Linked DNA regions of Mus musculus: region 2 is linked to region 1. Evidence: chromatin contacts called from public HiChIP or PLAC-seq data. All regions are on one chromosome and are shown on one strand. Each heading gives the region's core, a stretch centred on a gene start, on an enhancer-like site or on the middle of the called end of the contact. The rest is flanking DNA. Distances are from core to core; before and after follow the strand shown. Region 1 overlaps Wdr60 (WD repeat domain 60). Region 2 holds the start of Ncapg2 (non-SMC condensin II complex, subunit G2).

What was found. HiChIP or PLAC-seq counts read pairs in DNA pulled down with a chosen protein or histone mark.
Region 2: a contact with region 1 is called in a FOXA1 HiChIP or PLAC-seq map of pancreatic cancer cells. The contact joins the promoter of Ncapg2 here to the enhancer-like site in region 1. A contact is called at or near these places in 3 of 115 datasets of contacts at active chromatin or transcription factors (the 230-238 cell line, the SCID.adh cell line and pancreatic cancer cells) and 3 of 9 other capture datasets (adipose tissue, liver and pancreatic islet).

The regions. Positions count from the first base shown.
Region 1 is chr12:116,204,532-116,207,475 of GRCm38.p6, forward strand. Wdr60 (WD repeat domain 60) reads right to left here. Exons shown (of 22, transcript NM_146039.3): 22 at 2,519-2,944. Among named protein-coding and RNA genes, the nearest start is that of Gm46330, 9.2 kb to the left of the region's middle. Within about 2 kb of position 1,395, at least 32 of the 459 cell types and tissues checked have an H3K27ac peak or open chromatin away from gene starts, as enhancers often do. A contact at or near this core is called in pancreatic cancer cells, where this site is marked.
Region 2 is chr12:116,404,008-116,406,951 of GRCm38.p6, forward strand. It overlaps Ncapg2 (non-SMC condensin II complex, subunit G2), which reads left to right and starts at 1,429. Exons shown (of 29, transcript NM_133762.4): 1 at 1,429-1,454; 2 at 1,695-1,870. D430020J02Rik (RIKEN cDNA D430020J02 gene) reads right to left here and starts at 1,154. Exons shown (of 2, transcript NR_028421.1): 1 at 960-1,154; 2 at 1-636.

The DNA of each region.
Region 1 (2,944 bases), core at 145-2,644:
TTTTTTGCTGTCACTGGTGGTGAGAGGCTGCAGTGGGCAGGGCAATCACACTTTGGCTTCATTCTGCACAGGTGTTGCCAACACTCAGGAGAGAGGGTGGCCATTACTAGAGGCCAAGAGAGCCCATTTCAATGAAGTGTAGAGGGGATAATACATTGGGTTGTCATCCCTAGAGAAGAGAGGCCCCTTTTCCTTCCTCTATAAAATCTTGGCACTTCCTGTGTAAATCACAGGACACTCAGCTATAGAGCCTGAGAAGGAAACTTTCTAACACTGTGGGAGTGGAGGCTGCAAATACTGAGAAAAGAACAGTCTCTCAACCCTGTGTACACTCAGCACATGGCTCTGGGTCACAGATAATGTGCCATATCAAATATACACAGCCTTCTAGAGGGCCACACAGCCACAAAGTGCTGGCCTTCCCTCTTGCTATGTCTTTTCTGTCTATCATCCCTCCTCCTGTCATACCAGTCAGCCTAAGCAGCACTGGAGGACAAATGAATGAACAAAGGAAGAAACCAACTGAAGGTTTTTGATCTTCACCTATCCACATGGCATTGCATTAAAAATGATTCTCACACAGTGCTACACCCAGGTCATGCAACTCAAAAGTGCCACACAACCTGGAAGCAATTCAGAGCCAGCAAAGAGTCAGATGGAGGAGGCTGCCAACAGCGGCAACTGTCTAAGAATCACAGACACCGAGACACAGAGGAAATCCAAAGACATAAGGACCCTGATATAAAGACCCTGAGCCTCTCTTGTGAGGCAATGCCAGTGCCGGCAATTACAGAAGTGGATGCTCACAGTCATCTATTGGATGGATCACAGGGCCCCCAATGGAGGAGCTAGAGAAAGCACCCAAGGAGCTGAATGGGTCTGCAACCCTATAGGTGGAACAACAATATGAACTAACAAGTACCCCCACCCCCCAGAGCTCGTGTCTCTAGCTGCATATGTATCAGAAGATAGCCTAGTCGGCCATCATTGGGAAGAGAGGCCCCTTGGTCTTGCAAACTTTATATGCCCCAGTACAGAGGAACGCCAGGGCCAAGAAGTGGGAATGGATGGGTAGGGGAGCAGGGTCGGGGGAGGGTACAGGGGACTTTCGGGATAGCATTTGAAATGTAAATGAAGAAAATATCTAATAAAAAATTGAGAAAAGAAAAAAAGGAATACCGATTCTAACTTGAGAAGGAAACCTGTACACAGCATCCATCTGTCCCCATCACTGAGCCCAGTGCCTCATCCAACTCCCACATCTGTAACTGACTCATGAGTTTATGAAGGTGCAGAGAGGAGATTCCAGTCCTTTGTTTAGCACGGGTTGGCTAAACATCCACTTACTCAGTGGCTATGTGCCAGTCACATAAACATGCCCTCTGTCGACACATTCTTACAGCCCTCCCTTTCTGCCAAGCAGTGCTACACCACTGTGTTCTGTCTCTGCAGCTGCCCACTGCTCCTTGTGACTCAGTGGCCAGTATGACAGTGAACAAAGACAGTGCCGCCTTATGGAGAGAAAGCAGCCAACTACAGCAGTACCTGACTGAATCAGCATCTGGATGTTCCATGTATCTGCACATGCCTGTATGTATGTCCTGTGCGTGTGCTCATGTGTCATGTACACATGTACACACTGAGACAGGCCACTCTGAACTATTCTGTCATTTTCATGATAAATGAATGAGCTCTGAGGCAACACGATGAAAAAAGAAGCAAAGACGGATGAGATGCCGGGGGTAGTTTTATACAGGATGAGTTGCTGGAGGGGTAGTTACACAAGGATGAGATGCTAGGGGGTAGTTACACAAGAACTAAAAGAGAATGTCAGGCATATAGTCTTTGGGAAATAAGGATATGTCCCCATGGATCAGAGGCAGACAGCAGAGTTTTCCAGGCACTATCCAGGCCCAAGAGATTGCAGTTCTCGCTGGGAAAGGGCAGAAAGAGCTTTAAATACACTGCTTGTGTTCCCTACTGATCTCCTGGCAGGACCCAGGCAGTTTTCCCACGAGCTCACCCTCAGACCCTCCTGTGTGGCTTGATGTGTGTGGCCTTCTAATTCGCAAACTGGCCCTTGAGCCACAAGGCAATGGTATTAGGAGGTGCTGAGCCATCACGAGCAGATTGGTTAGAGAGGGTGAGGGAGCACACTAGCACCCTCTGTCTGTCCTTCACCTTTGCCAAGTAAGGACATGGCTGCAGTGCCATCTTGGAGGCTGACAGTAGCCTAAGCAGAACCTTGGACTCCTAGCCCTCGACTCCTAGCCCTGGAGTCCCAGCCTTGGAGTCCTAGCCCTGTACTCCTAGCCCTCAACTCCTAGCCCTGGAGTCCCAGCCTTGGAGTCCTAGCCCTGTACTCCTAGCCCTCGACTCATAGCCCTAGAGTCCCAGCCTTGAACTTCTAGTGTCTCCAGCTGTAAGAAACAAAACTGTGTAAACAAAATGAAAATTGTGAACCAGTGCTTGCAAACTGTTACAACAGCATAAATCAATTAGTAAGCCCCTATTATTCCATTCTCAAAAAATGTATTTACTTGTATTATTTCTACATGAAGATGGTTTTCACACTAAGTCACACAGTGAATGTGTCTGACTCAATTCTATGAGTGTCATTGAAAGCATACCAAAAGCTGTTCAAGAAAACCGTAAAAACAGAAGGCTGATGGAGGCCACCTCCAAAGTGAGCAATTTCTCTTACTTCAGATATATGTACATCATTTTATGCATGGCTTAAAAAATAGTCCATTAAAGTGCTTTTTCATGGTGGACTGTTTAAAATTCAGTAATAAATGTGACAGTATTTTTAAATAGTTCCAAAAATAACTGGAAACACTCTTGGAAGAGCTTTCTGGACATCACTTGATATTCCCTTTGAAGTTTTAGTATACACTAAAATGTTCACTGTTTCCATTAAAAATAGTGATTTATTTCCTAGGAA
Region 2 (2,944 bases), core at 179-2,678, 200 kb after region 1:
ACATGACCACTAGCCCATTTCCAATCACCATCGTTGGAAGTAACACAATTCCATTGGCCACAATAATAGGAGGCTGACCCTCCGCATAAGGACCACTTGCTGTGCTCTGGGCAGCAGTAGAATCCATAGCTTCTTACTAGATTAGGGGGAGTGCTTCTAGCAGCTGGAATTATCTGTTTGAGGCAGAAGGCTAGGTCTGGCCACCATGTCCCTGGCGGCGCTGTTTTGGAGGTGGTAAACAAGACCTGATCCGAATCAGGACCGAGAACTTGCCAAGTTAGAGTCAGAGGCTGGTGTGGGTTGTGGTTCTTTAGGCCCAGGGTGACTCCTGTGACCCAAGCGAAGCTTAAGAGGATTGTCAGTGGCTGCCACCATCCAGTTGTCTTCATCTTGGCTGGGTGCCTTTTTGACGTGGGAGGCATGGATCCAAGCAGCGATCCCGTCTACTTTTACTGCCGTGGGGGTGGTCAACAGCACCAGATACGGTCCTTTCCACCGGGGCTCAAGCGTGCCAGTGCGATGTCGTCTGACCAAGACTGAGTCTCCAACCTGGAACCCGTGAGGCACTGCTATGGTTCCCGGAGTGTAGGCTTCTCTGATCTGGTTGCAGATCTGTGTTTTAACAACCTCTAGGGCCTTTAGGTGAGCAAAAAGAGCAGAGGGTGAGGATGAGTCAGTGCCAAGATCCAATATCCCACCTGACTCAGTTAAGGGAGGCGGTCCCCCAAAGAGAATCTCATAAGGGGTAAGACCGAAATGTCCAGGAGTGTTTCGGACCCTGAGGAGCGCAAAGGGAAGGAGAGTCACCCAGTCCTTTCCGCCGGTCTCCATGACTAATTTAGTAAGGGTCTCTTTTAAAGTCCTACTCATTCTTTCTACCTGTCCTGAGCTCTGGGGCCTATAAGCACACTTAGAAACTTCCAATTAGTCCCCAATTGTGTGGCCAATTCCTGACTTACCTGGGCAACAAATGCGGGCCCATTGTCTGAGCCGATTACCTTAGGGATCCCGAACCGAGGCAGGATTTCTTCAAGAATCTTCTTGGTTACCACTTGAGCAGTCTCGGACTTGCTCTCCCTCCTCCGTCTGATATCAGCGTGACGTCTCACCGAGCAGCTGGCAAGGAACACAGAAGCAACAGCAGCGCTCCCAAGGAAGGTGGGTGTGTGTGGGCGGAGGGCGGGAAACACAGCCAGCAGCTCTGCGCCTGCGCATCCCGTGAGCGCGCTAAAGAGACTCCCGCCAGAGGCTCTGAGTCACGCCCAGGAGGCGGTGCTTGGGCCTTGGGGGCGGAGCCTGGCTGCAGAGCTGTGGGGGATATGGGCGTGGCCGGGACGGCGTCAGATCTCGTGAGAGCGGCGACTGGTGACGGGGTGGAGGGCGGGAGCGTCCGGGGTATACGCGGGTGTGTTTGAATCTGGTCCGAGCGCGGGAAACTATGGGTCTGTGGTGAGGTGAGCGCCGCGCGGTGAGTTGGGTGGGAGGTGAGTAGGACTCGGCGGCCGGCGACCGCGGCTGGGCGGCGGACACCGTCGCGGGTCTCACGTCCGCGGCCGCCATCGGTTTCGAGCGCTTGTGGAGCGGGAGGTGCTGCGGGAGGGCAGAGCGGGATCCCCCGGCTGACTGGGAAGGATCCCAGACCGAGAAGCGGGGCTCGCCAGGGAGGATCTCAGCCTGGAACCCGGGTTCACTAGGTAGGACCTCAGACTAGGACGACCCCGGGAGAGGGCCCGAGTGTGACTGGCGAGGACTCCGGAAAATGACCTGCGCACAGTAGGGAGGCTCTCAGGCAAGGACCTGATGCAGACTACGGAGGACCGGGGACGCAGACCTGAGTCTGACTAGAGAAGACCCCTGAGAAGGAGCCTGGGTGAGTAGGTAGTACCAAAGACCTGCACCCGGGTTGACTAGCGAGAACCCCAGCCCTGACCAGAGAATGACATGGAAGATCCTGGCACGGGGCTGGGGAGCTGACTAGGGAGGACAGCAGTGTTGACACTTAACTGGGGCCTGACGTGGTGGTGAAGACGCTGGATTTATTCTTGCACTGACATAAGGGAGGAACCCGAACCTATACCTAGGACTGATCTAGGGAGCAACTTAGTTATGAACTAAGGAAAGAGAAAAATCAAGATACGGAGTCACGGTTTGTAAGTAGCATATGTAGACATTATATGGCATACTAAGTTGCCAAAGACATGTACTTAAGTAAACAAAGTGACCATAATTAGTAAAGTGGTGATACTGGCAACCCACCTTTCCCTCTCCATTTTATTCATCACAAAAAAGTTATGGTTCACAATTCAGCCATTTGAATCGGGGAATGAAGTGGCTATATTTAAAATTTACTAATATGAGGAGTTGTCAAATTGAGGTTATTTTCTACTTTTATTCAATTTAGAATAGGAATGCATATTTATTGTGATTCACACTCTATAATTAATGCCAATAATTCTCCATATTGCTGTATTTCTAAAGGTATGAGAGATTTTCAAATTTATTCTTAAGATGAGAAGACCTGTTGCAAATATCATTTGTTGTAACTGTATTGTTAGGTTTTTGTTTTGAGTATGTCATCGTAGCACCAGGTGTAAAGGTAAAATAGGATGGCATTTTACCTGGGAGATCACATGTAGGAAGAAGAATGAGCAAGGTCCCCAGAGCTCTCATTATCCTGTAGGTGTGCAGAGGAGGGGAGGGTGCTGGAGTGGGGCACAGATGCACTGCCTAACAAGCTCCCAGGTGACCTCAGGGCTGTTTTTGTGGTTTTACTTCCAAGTCTCTCTCTTGAAAAACAAGAGAGAATTGTTGGGTGGGATCTTCTTGGAGGAATGGGACTTTAGAAGTGGAGTCTGCAGAATTCAGATGTGGAGATGAGCCTGACCCTATTGCATAAGTCAGGTCTTTCTTCCCAAGCCAGCATCTAAAAGGCTAAACGTAAGAG